2 separate regions of the Hordeum vulgare genome follow, and region 1 is linked to region 2. The links are chromatin contacts, called in public Hi-C maps. All regions are on one chromosome and are shown on one strand. Each heading gives the region's core, a stretch centred on a gene start, on an enhancer-like site or on the middle of the called end of the contact. The rest is flanking DNA. Distances are from core to core; before and after follow the strand shown.

Region 1 (5,553 bases), core at 1,130-3,629, 120 kb before region 2:
ACGGCAGCTTCTCCGTGGCGGTGGCAGCTCCTCGACGACAGTTGCTCGAACAGCGAGTTCATCTCCTCGTCAGTCCCAAGCAGGGCCTGGTAAGTCCGTGGCGGTGGTGCGTCCCCTGAGGAGCGCTGGATACATACAGGAAATAGGAGTTCATCTCCTGGCTAGACTGCTGTTCAGATCGGCACTAGGTAGCTAGTTTGCAGGAGTTGCATCCAGATGACCAGATCTAGACCGGGAAATAAGAAAAGCTGCAGAACATTTTGAAGATTACCCTAGTGACGATCTGGACGGCCCTGTGATTACTTCTAGTGATTCCTTTTTATTTTTTAGGTAGTTTATGCCCTAATTTTGATTCGTATTTATTTATTTTCAGAATTATTATGAAGCCTAAATCAGGTGCTGCTAAAAGAAAAAAGAGGAAAGCAGATCAAAAATTGGTTGATTCACAAAGAGGATCTCTTCCTAAATATTTTAAGAGTAACCCGTCCACTTCAAAAAATCCAGATGAGTTGGCGTTAGTTCTTGTGGGAGAACCAAGTAATGTGGATCTAGAAGATGATATCCATACAGAAGACAATGTTGACATCGACGCGGACGATAACAATGTGAGTGATCATGACCATAATTCATCTCCCACGGAATCTGCTAGTGTTGATGAAGAACCAGTTCGGTTTTTTTTTTGCTATTTATTTCTCTAGTCTGTACTATTTATTTATACTATGGGGCCCTAAATTTTAGTTTCGCCCTGGGCCCCCGAAATCTCAGGACCGGCCCTGGCAGTACAGCTTAAGACCAGTACTGCGGTACCATATTAACGAGCAAACCAACTTAATTTGCTACCGAACTAGTAGTAGGAGTATATAAAAGTAAAAGGGACGATTGACCGGTTTGATTCCAAGCATGAGTCCGACTTCGCCACAGATGTTTCTCCACAGACATCAGCCGTTGCGTACCCTACCTCAACCTCTCAGGATCAGTTGTGGCTGCTGCACAAGAATGTGCTTATTTTCTTTTTCTCAAGTGTACTTCGTGCTCAACTGTTAAAGTTAGTATAAATTTTCGATATTTATTTTGAGATTGAGGGCTATTTGAAACGGAGGGAGTACTTTATATCATAATCATATATGCAGCTGGCGATAAATCGCGAATCTCAGGCCTGTCCACGGAATAAAATACTGTATACTCAAGTGTCAAGTGACAACACCATGGATGTCATGTCAGGATGAGTCGGTAGTTCCTCGGCGAGCTCGAAGTTGTATTGATTCTGCAGCTTGCTGTCTAGTTTACCAAATTTGAGCTCAACATTAATAAGTATTTATCCGTTTTAAAATAAGTGTTTTAATTTTAATATAATTTTATATTAAAGATAGTACTTTCTCTGTCTCAAAATAACTGTCTTAACTTTGTACTAGTTCTAGTATAAAATTACATTAAGCTTAAGATATTTATTTTAAAACGAACAAAGTATAAAATAAAGACATTTATTTTAAGACAGAAGAAGTGATATTATACTAGTACAAGCCTCAAAAGCAGATCCGGCTCCACGAGTACGGATTCGCGCAGACACCAACATGTTCCGATCACCCAACCTGCCCAGCCGGTAAAGCATTTGCATGGATTATTCTAAGCCGGCCCTCCTTAATCCATGACAGATCACGATCGTGCAGTACTAGCATCGTGTAGTTTGACAAGTTGAGTGCCGATCGATCTGGCAATTATTTTTTTATTTGCGGGGGAAAGGGATCTATATTAATCAACCTGAATCAAGCTGATCCAGTACACAAAGGTTTACAATCCCTTCAAGACCAGAACCCAGCTACACTGCGATGTCTTCCGGACCGGCGACGATGTCCTGCGCGGAGAGGTCGGGAGAGATGACCCCTTTGACCGAGCAGCTAGGGTGGCAGAGGCTACTAGGCATAACGCGCGGAGGAAGAAGAGAGAAAAACAGGAAATGAATCCGACAGTTCTGCAGGATGAATTTGGTGCAATTTGTGGTAGGGTTGGGTTGTCGGGTCTGACGTGGCGGACGTGACCGGGTTCCTCCAATATCGTCCCATATTTGGGCTGGAAATGAGGGTTGCCGGTTAGTTTGGACGTTTAAGGCTGTTTTGAGAGGCATGTGTGGGTTAAATTTTTATGACCGAACAGCCTGTTCAACCATTTGAGAAGGATTTGAGATGTCCGGTTGTAGATGCTCTTAGCTTAGGCAGTGTTCAGTATACAGTTTAGCTGCCACTCCCGTCTGATCAAGCAAAGCAGAACGAGTAGTACAAGTGTCCGAGAAATGACAGCCAATTTCGAGACAGTTAACGCAGCTTAGACGCAGCAACAACGTAGTACTGCTGCGGCAGCATTTATACTCCCTCTTTATTTTCATCTTTCGCCAGAATACGACTTCTTCTCTCGACGAACGAACGCGTGTAGCTCTCTGCTGTACTTCAAAAGGAAAATGACTGCCCAATATTCCTTCCAACGTGCGCTTGAGTGTGACATCGACACAACACATAATTTTCTTCCATGGAAAAACCGCCTCCCAGATCCGGCAAAGGCGTTCGGCGTGACGGCATTTCTTCCCTTGCAAAGTTCTCTTCACGGGCGTCAGCCGTTTGGCTACCTGAACCTGAGCCTCTGTCGGATCAGTTGTGGCTGCTCTGCTGCACAAGTCATTGCTTACCTTACCTGAGCTACTCCCTGACGATGGATCAGATTGCTTGGCCAGTATGTTCAGTCATGCACGATCGAGAGAGAAATATATGTACTGCTGCTCAGTAACTAGTTTCACAAAGTCAGCAGACAAGGATCATCAGCCAACTGGACTTCTGCACTTGACGAGCAGACAGACACAAGTGTAATTTGCTGCGGAACCACAGAAGGAAAGGGGACGATTGCCCAGTTTGATTCAAAGCCTGAATTCGACACTTTGACTTTGACGTCGACACAAAATATTTCTCCAACATCCAGCAAAGGCACCTAATGTCTTCACAGACCTCAGCCGCTGCGTACCCTGCCTCCGCCCTCGGATCAGTTGTGGCTGCTGCAAGGCTCTGTTGATTCACTTTCTTGTTTGTCTGAACCTTTCCGAGTATTAAATATAAGAAACAAGAATCACGGCGGCTGACATAAATCACAAAGCTCTGGCCAGTCCAAAGAGGAGAAAATATATATAGTAATCATCAATAACTAGTTTGACAAGTTAGGTGACAGACAGCAATCGTCACCATGGATGTCAGGATTTTTCCCAACAGAGCCAAATTCCTCGGCAAAGCTCGAAGGTATTGATTTGGGAGCTTATTGCCTTAATTATCCTAATTTCAGGGATGAACCCGAGCTCGCCCTATATCGCACAGGCTGCCCATTGCGTGATAAACGCTAGGTCGATGGACCGCTCGAGATCGCGTGTACTCTTTGAGGAGATTCAGAGAATGATCCAGGATGACCCTAAGGAGATTCCGATTGCTGTTACTCCCTTCATTTTTATATGCAAGAATATGTTTATTCAGAAAAGTCGTCTTAAGTAATGGAAATCTTTTTTTACCTTGCAAAAAAAAAAATCTCCTAATTTCAGCTGCATCATATTGGTTGTTGCATTATGTTTTTCTGGTGTTTATTTGTTGTTATCTTCTCTTTGGGTAGCATCGGGAACGGAGAGCGAGTACGTAGATTCCGAAAAATTCATGTAGAAAGAACAAAAGCAGTTTCAGTCTGAAGAAATTGAGAACAGTACTAGTACATGGCTCAAAAGCAGACGACTTTTCTGAATAAACAGATTCTTGCAAACAGCATCGCTTTTCGGTCACCTAAACCTGCTTGTCAAAGTTTTTTGCATGGATTGTTCTAGCCAGCGCCCTCCTTAGTTTTTTGCATGACAGATCAGGATCGCATGCATTTCCATGTTTTCATTCATACTCTTTTCATTTCATAATATAATCATTTTTCAAGCTACGTTAGCTTGAGAAACGATTTTATATTATAAAACGAAGGGAGTAGTTCATATTAGAATATGTAAAACATCGTATAACAGTGAATGGAGGGAGTAGTTCACACTAGAATATCTAAAACATCCTATAACAGTGAGTGAAGGAAATTACAAAGTCCGTCCATTTCTAAAAACTTATAGTTAAAAATATTTAGACTAGTTCTGTCAAATACAAGTATTCAGTTACATAGGAAGATCTGGCAATTTGCTTATTTGTAGTTGACTACTTCCTGTGTGCTTTCGGTATCAGCCATAACAACAGTATATGCTTTTGCCCTTCGGTATACAATTAATGGTATAGCAACTTGTCATTTCCGTCCCATGTGTGATTAAAGTTAATTAAGATCCCCAACAAACAAAGTTGTCTCCTGACGTAACAATTGTGCGTGCGCCGCTACGAGGTGTCTGAGATAACTTACACCTACAGTCTACAGCGGACTTCGCTCGTGTATCATAAGCTAATTAGGCCCTGTACAACGCGGAGTGCTTAGCCAGGTGCCATGACAAAAAAACCGTTTTTTCCCCCCTCGTATTGTATTACGCCGGTGCTTAGGAAGGGAGGCAGAAGCAAATGTTTGCTTCCGGTGCCAGCCAGTGCTGCGAAATAACTGCTCCTTTCAAGCTTCCATCGACACGGGAAAAAAGAAGAGCAAAAAGTTCCCAACGCCTCCATGTGAGCAATTGAAGCACCTATGGCTAGCACCTGAGCACTGCAAGATGATGTGTCACGCTGCTCTTTTTCCTCAAGCCCCCGTACCATTGCACAAGGCCTTATAAGATCCCCCGCAAGAAAATAGCGACGGGCAAGGGCAATGCATCTCACGAGTCACGGCTTACCAATGATGTTGGGTATGATAATCTGTACCATCAAAAGCTACCATTGCTTGATTTGGGGACACTAGTGGAATCAAATGATGCCCTAAATAAGAAAGTGTAGAATCATGTCAGGTGAGCCTTAAAAAGAGTGAGCCATATCCATATATTATTGTCGAAAGGATTCATCATTAACTACCAGAAACTTGCAACGAACGAACGGTACATGGACCACCAAATCAGCTGGCATGGCCCAACATCTAATCAGATCTTCATACATTGGCACGGGCTAAATTTCATGGACCGGCTGGGCTAACGGCCTCCGATCGCCTCTCATGCTAGCAAAGTAAGCAAATGCAACCCATAAATCCCTAAAAAAAGGGAAATGTTAAAATTCTAACGTCATATTTTAGCACTAAAAATTTGACAATAAAATTTGTCATATAAAAAGGGCATAACTGTCATGCTTTTGTATAGGATTGCCATGTTCTTACAATGAAAATTACCACGTATCGTAAAAAAATCAACAAAAAATTGTCATGTTACATCAATTAGTTGCCATGCATTCGATCGGAACAAACAAAGTTGTCTCACGACGCATCCATTGCGCGTGCGTCGCTACCAGTGGCGGATCTACTAGGGGGCTTCGAAAGACTCGACCCCCCCCCCTTCTCCAAAAATTGAAATTAAAAAATTGTTTGTATTCCTGTCAAAAATTCGACCTTATTTGCGCTAAGGAATTGATATCTTTTAACTTTTTC
Region 2 (5,064 bases), core at 708-3,207:
ATAACATTAGGTGAAATTATCTAAAATAAAGTTAGGTAGAAAATAATAATTAAAACAACTCTGTTAGAAGTGAAGTGAACTTTAATTATTAAGCAATTTTAGTCATGTTATATCGTCTCTACGCGTGCAAATTCATATTATAATTGTATAACTCGTAAAGGTATTTTAAGAACCCGTGGCAACACACGAACGTTCTCCTAGTAGAAGTAATTGTCTTTGCGTCTTAAATCTTATGTATTACTCCCTCCGTTCGTAAATATAAGTTTTTTTAAAAATTTCACTAATGGACTACATACATATGTATATATACATATTTTAGAATATAGATTCATTCGTTTTGTTTCGTATGTAGACCACTAATGAAATCTGTTAAAAGACTTATATTTAGGAACGAGGGAGTATAAAAAAATGCACGCTTAAACCTTGACCGAGGGAGTAACGAAGACTCGATAAATGCGAAACTAGCTGGGATAAATTAGTACGTACGCTCAATCATCAGCGTGTTTGATCAGTCAAACCTATCAAAAATGGACGGCACTCAAACTAGTAGCTGGAGCATTGTTAATCAAACTGCTTTGTAAGCACTCGTACTGACGAGTGCATGCATGGCCACCACCGAGTTGGACCAGGGGCTTTTAAAGGCTACCAGCCGCAATGATCAATCAGATAAATGCGCCATGATCAGTCCCCCGAGTACAGCAAATCATGCAACACCAATTCAATCATCCAGCACACCAGTAGTACTAGTACGTGATCCGTAGCATGCATGGCTCACTCGCCTCATACATACAGTCACATGACCATAATTCTCGCTGGTACTATTTCCCGGTGATTGAATCCAAACACATGAGCCACAGCAAGCTTGGCCGGTAGCCATCAGATTCAGAGGTGGTGAGGAGAGCAAAGCATGCAGCAGCAGCAGCAGCACAGCAGAGGCCATGATACTAACCAACTACACGTACACTACGTACGAGACGCGCGCAGAGGAAAAACTAAACCTGGGTCAACTTCGGCGAACGGCGAGGCGGAGGAGAAGACAAAAGTATATTCATGCGTGACGACACCGACACCGGCCGGGGGCAGCCTTGTGATCACGGCGAGAGGAGGGGAGGCGAGTGAGCGCATCATGACATGGGACTGAACTGGACGGTGAAAAGGGCCGAGAGATCGGGTAAATAATATTAATAAAGCTTGTGCGCGCAGAGTCACTGACACGGGGAGGTGTGGCGGGGCCGGCCGCCCATGCCTCCCTCTGCGCCGTGTAATTCAGAGTGGGGTTGCCTGCTTGGTCGTGGTCTTGGTCTTGGTCTTGGTGGACGGATAGAGGGATCCCGTCCAGTCCAGTCGAGGCCAGTCCAAGTCCGGCATCGGGACCTCTGTTTGACCACCACCACCACCACTGTGATGCCGAGAATAACACAGCAAAAGTTTGGGGCATTGGAGTTTGGGGCGTTAAAAGCGCACGCATCTCGAGAAATGCTAGATTTTCAAAAGATTACTCTGTATGCTTAATCCGTGTCAGTGAGAGATAATCAGATGGTGATTTTCCTACTCCGCGCCAGTGAGAGAGATGCCACTGGCCAGATAACTTTGTGCAATGGGAGAGGGGTTATGTTTAATCCGGGCGTGCAAAAGAGGCTGGGCACTTTCCGTGTAAATAAAAAATAAAAAGAAGAACAGCCGTCTGAGGTTGTTGGTAACAAGTACTCCTACAGGTGCAGCAAACGGCTCTCTGTTCGTGCTAGCAGTAATTGTAGCACAGTAACAGCCCAGCTCTGTGGTTTCACTGCGTCGATGAGACCTTTCGTTGAAGTGGAAACACACGTAAATTTTCTTTGGGGGGGTTTGGAAAGGGAGTTGTCACGGCCAGAGAAGAGAAGCTGCGCTGTGGAGTCCTGCGCAAGTAGAGAAGAAGAACTAAAAAAGGGCAAGACATCACGGCGTGCCTGTTAGATCTCTGCTTACAGTAGCCAAGTCCCCACTGAGAGCGTAGCGTAGCGTAGTGTGTTCTCTTCTCCCATCACATCACGCCCATCTCCTTCCCTCCCCATCCCCTTCTTCCTCCCTCAGCCCCCCCTCCCCCACTCACTCTCACTCTCACTCTCAGCAGCCGCCGCCCGAACAGGGATAGACAAGGAAGCACACATCCAGCGGACCAGCACGGGGCAATGGAGTACGAGAGGATTCACAAGGTCCAGGTACGGGCTCCATCTCCTGAGGCCAGCACAGTGGCTCGCTTGATCCCACCCACCGAATTAGGGCCTGCTCTGTTCATACCCGTTGTTGCCGTTCCTGATGCTTCATTTTTCCAGTACATTTTTTCCTTCCTTTTTTTTCCGAAGATATATATTTCGTTTTCTGGATATAGATGTGCTTTCTCTGCTCCTCATTTCCAAGTCTACCATGTTTTGTTGCGTTTTTATAGCAGCTTCCATTCTCCTATAGGCAGATCAAAGCCAGTCTCCCTATTTTGCAATGAGAAGATTATAAAGTTAGTCTCGCTGTCAGACGTCGGAGCCGAGCAATTTGGGAGCCTTTTCTTTTTTAAGAATCTAGAGTTGGTTAGCGGTTTGTTTATAAACTGTAGCTCTCTTCAGTTATCACTTGTTGGGCAAATCTGTTTTGTCAGTCAGAGTGAAGCTAACTAGTTCAAGTAAAGCGTACTGCTAAATATGCAGAAAAACTGTCGTCCCTTCTGCATAGGCAGTGGAAATCTAGAAAGAACGCCCATTTTTCCGAAGAATTTGGCGTCGGCACTGTTTTAGTACTACTACGTGCTAAAGTGATGCTGATTTCACTACCCCCGTGTCCCAGTCAGGAAATACAAGTGTCAAATGGTCAATCCACTGTCACTGTCACAAATGTCTAAAAATTTGCATGACACCAGCACTTCTAATTTCTTGGAAGTTTACAGAGCTATAAGCTTCCTACGGTCCTACCTAGAAATATTTTGAACAAGATATAATAGAGGTTACCACCTTGAATCAAGACACTTTATTAAGTTATAATGCTTCCGTAGATGAAGACTTACCTCTTTGTTCTTCATGTAGGCAGGCGCCCTTTCTCCCACAAAGCTGAGGATGAAGCTGCTGGGAGCCCACAACCGCGTGAGGGTCATCAGCAGCAGCTCGTCGCGAACATCGCCTTCGAAGAACGCCGAGCCATCGCTAGCGCAGAACAGATTATTAGTATGCGATGTTCTTGACCAAGGTACATACATAACGCTAGCCTATTTGTGTTTAACTTACTTTTTCCCTGATTAAGGTAATCACATCTATAGCCATCTGGCTCTGCTTGTAGTTTCAGACAGCTCCGGTGCCGCCAAATGCCCTGCAGCAGTCGGCAATACCGAAGTTGTAGACAAGGATCCAGCAGTAGATAGCTACAAGGTTCAGAACATGCCCAAAAGTTCAGTTCACCAACCTGCGCCGAGCAACTCAAGCATGATACATCCAGTGCGAACTGTCGAGGAGGATGGTAACGAATGTGACAGCGGTCTTGACAATGCTAGTACCAGTAGCTTTGAGTTCCATGGAGGCGAGAAGACGGCGGCGGCGCAGAATCCAACCGCAGGCTACTTCTCTAGACAGGCTTCCTCCAAGTGGAACGACGCTGAGAAATGGATTGTGAACAAGCAGACTGTTCAGCAGAACACCGCCAAGGGCACATCGCAGAACCAGAGTGCACACCAGGTGAATTCGGCTGCGCCCAGGGGCGGTGGCGTTTTGCCCAAACACCACGGCGCATTTGCTCGTCCCATTCAGAACATGAAGAGATTCAATCCGGCTTCGTCGGCTTCTCGGAGCATATTAGAGAGGCTGTCTTTCGCTTCGCATCAGCCGAAGTTGGTCAGGCACTCAGATGTCTGTCCTGACCAAGGTTCTACTGCCACCTCAGAGTATCAGAAAGGGCCAACTGAAACCAGTTCAACTGCAATTAAGCCATGCAATGATATCGAAGGTACATTTTTTACTTTGTTAGTAAGATAAGAAGCAGCAATTGTTACATAGTGCAAGTAAGATTTACGGTTCAATTTTCGGCCTCCCATTTTTCTGTAAACTGATATGAACTATCGCACACAGCTATTCCTACAGTTCAGGCGGTCTCTGTGCGAGATGTGGGCACAGAAATGACTCCAATACCAAGTCAAGATCCATCAAGAACAGGAACACCACTTGGGTCTGTGACACCGACTCGGAGCCCTAATTGTTCGATACCATCAACTCCTGTGGGCGGACTATCGACAGCATCGATAGGAGAAGACAATGCAGATGATGGTCCTTATTTCAACAGAAAAGGCGGCACGAATGAGATGTCAGAGGATGAAATCAGGCTCAAGGCAAGGAAAGAAATTGCTGCCCTAGGTGTACAACTAGGAAAGATGAACATCGCTTCATGGGCTAGCAAAGAGGAGCTAGAATTGGTCTCTGCGACGCCAAGCATTGCTGATTTGGAGCGAATGAAGCAGGAATATGCTACTCGTGCGGCAGCATTCGAGGACGCTGAAAATTCTAAGCATACAGCACGGTATGTTCCATCAGACTATCTGATACCCCTAGTCGTTTGTTCTACCAGTGAGCTACAAAAGGAGATAGAAACAGAATTAAATTTTGTAAATATTGGTTTTCTTCATCTTATTTGACATGGTATTGTTTTGCTTAGATTCAAGAAGGAAGAGCTGAAGATCGAAGCATGGGAGAGCCGCCAAAGAACAAAAGTTGAATCTGAAATGAAGAGACTAGAGGTGCATTTCCACTGCATTTCACTATCATCTGCATACCAGCTGCTTTTGTTTGCACCAACACAATACTTTGAATACATATCATACTCTTTAGGAGTAGCATGTAGCTTAGTGATGACAAATCGTTCTATGGCAGGAACGCGCGGAGAAAATGAGAAGCGAGGCCATGGCAAGGATGGCGGAAAGGCTCGAGCTGGCACGCCGCGTGGCGGAGGAGAAGCGGGCATCAGCCAACGCCAAGATGAACAAGCAAGCAGCAAGGGCAGTTCAGAAGGCCGATCTGATCCGCCAGACAGGACGGATTCCAGGGTCACGTATCCTAT

What was found. Hi-C and Micro-C count contacts between places; a contact is called where the count stands out from the background.
Region 1: a Hi-C map of leaf shows a contact between it and region 2, with 2.5 times the contacts expected there. The contact joins the enhancer-like site here to the promoter of LOC123427801 in region 2. A contact is called at or near these places in 5 of 6 Hi-C or Micro-C datasets (leaf and seedling) and 1 of 1 datasets of contacts at active chromatin or transcription factors (embryo).

Annotation. Positions count from the first base shown.
Region 1 is chr2H:611,920,642-611,926,194 of MorexV3_pseudomolecules_assembly, reverse strand. No RefSeq gene overlaps it. Among protein-coding and RNA genes, the nearest start is that of LOC123427802, 22 kb to the left of the region's middle. Within about 2 kb of position 2,379, at least 2 of the 3 cell types and tissues checked have open chromatin away from gene starts, as enhancers often do. A contact at or near this core is called in leaf, where this site is marked.
Region 2 is chr2H:611,799,018-611,804,081 of MorexV3_pseudomolecules_assembly, reverse strand. LOC123427801 reads left to right here and starts at 1,957. Exons shown (of 6, transcript XM_045111928.1): 1 at 1,957-2,198; 2 at 3,051-3,210; 3 at 3,307-3,960; 4 at 4,083-4,527; 5 at 4,663-4,744; 6 at 4,878-5,064. The coding sequence starts at 2,169.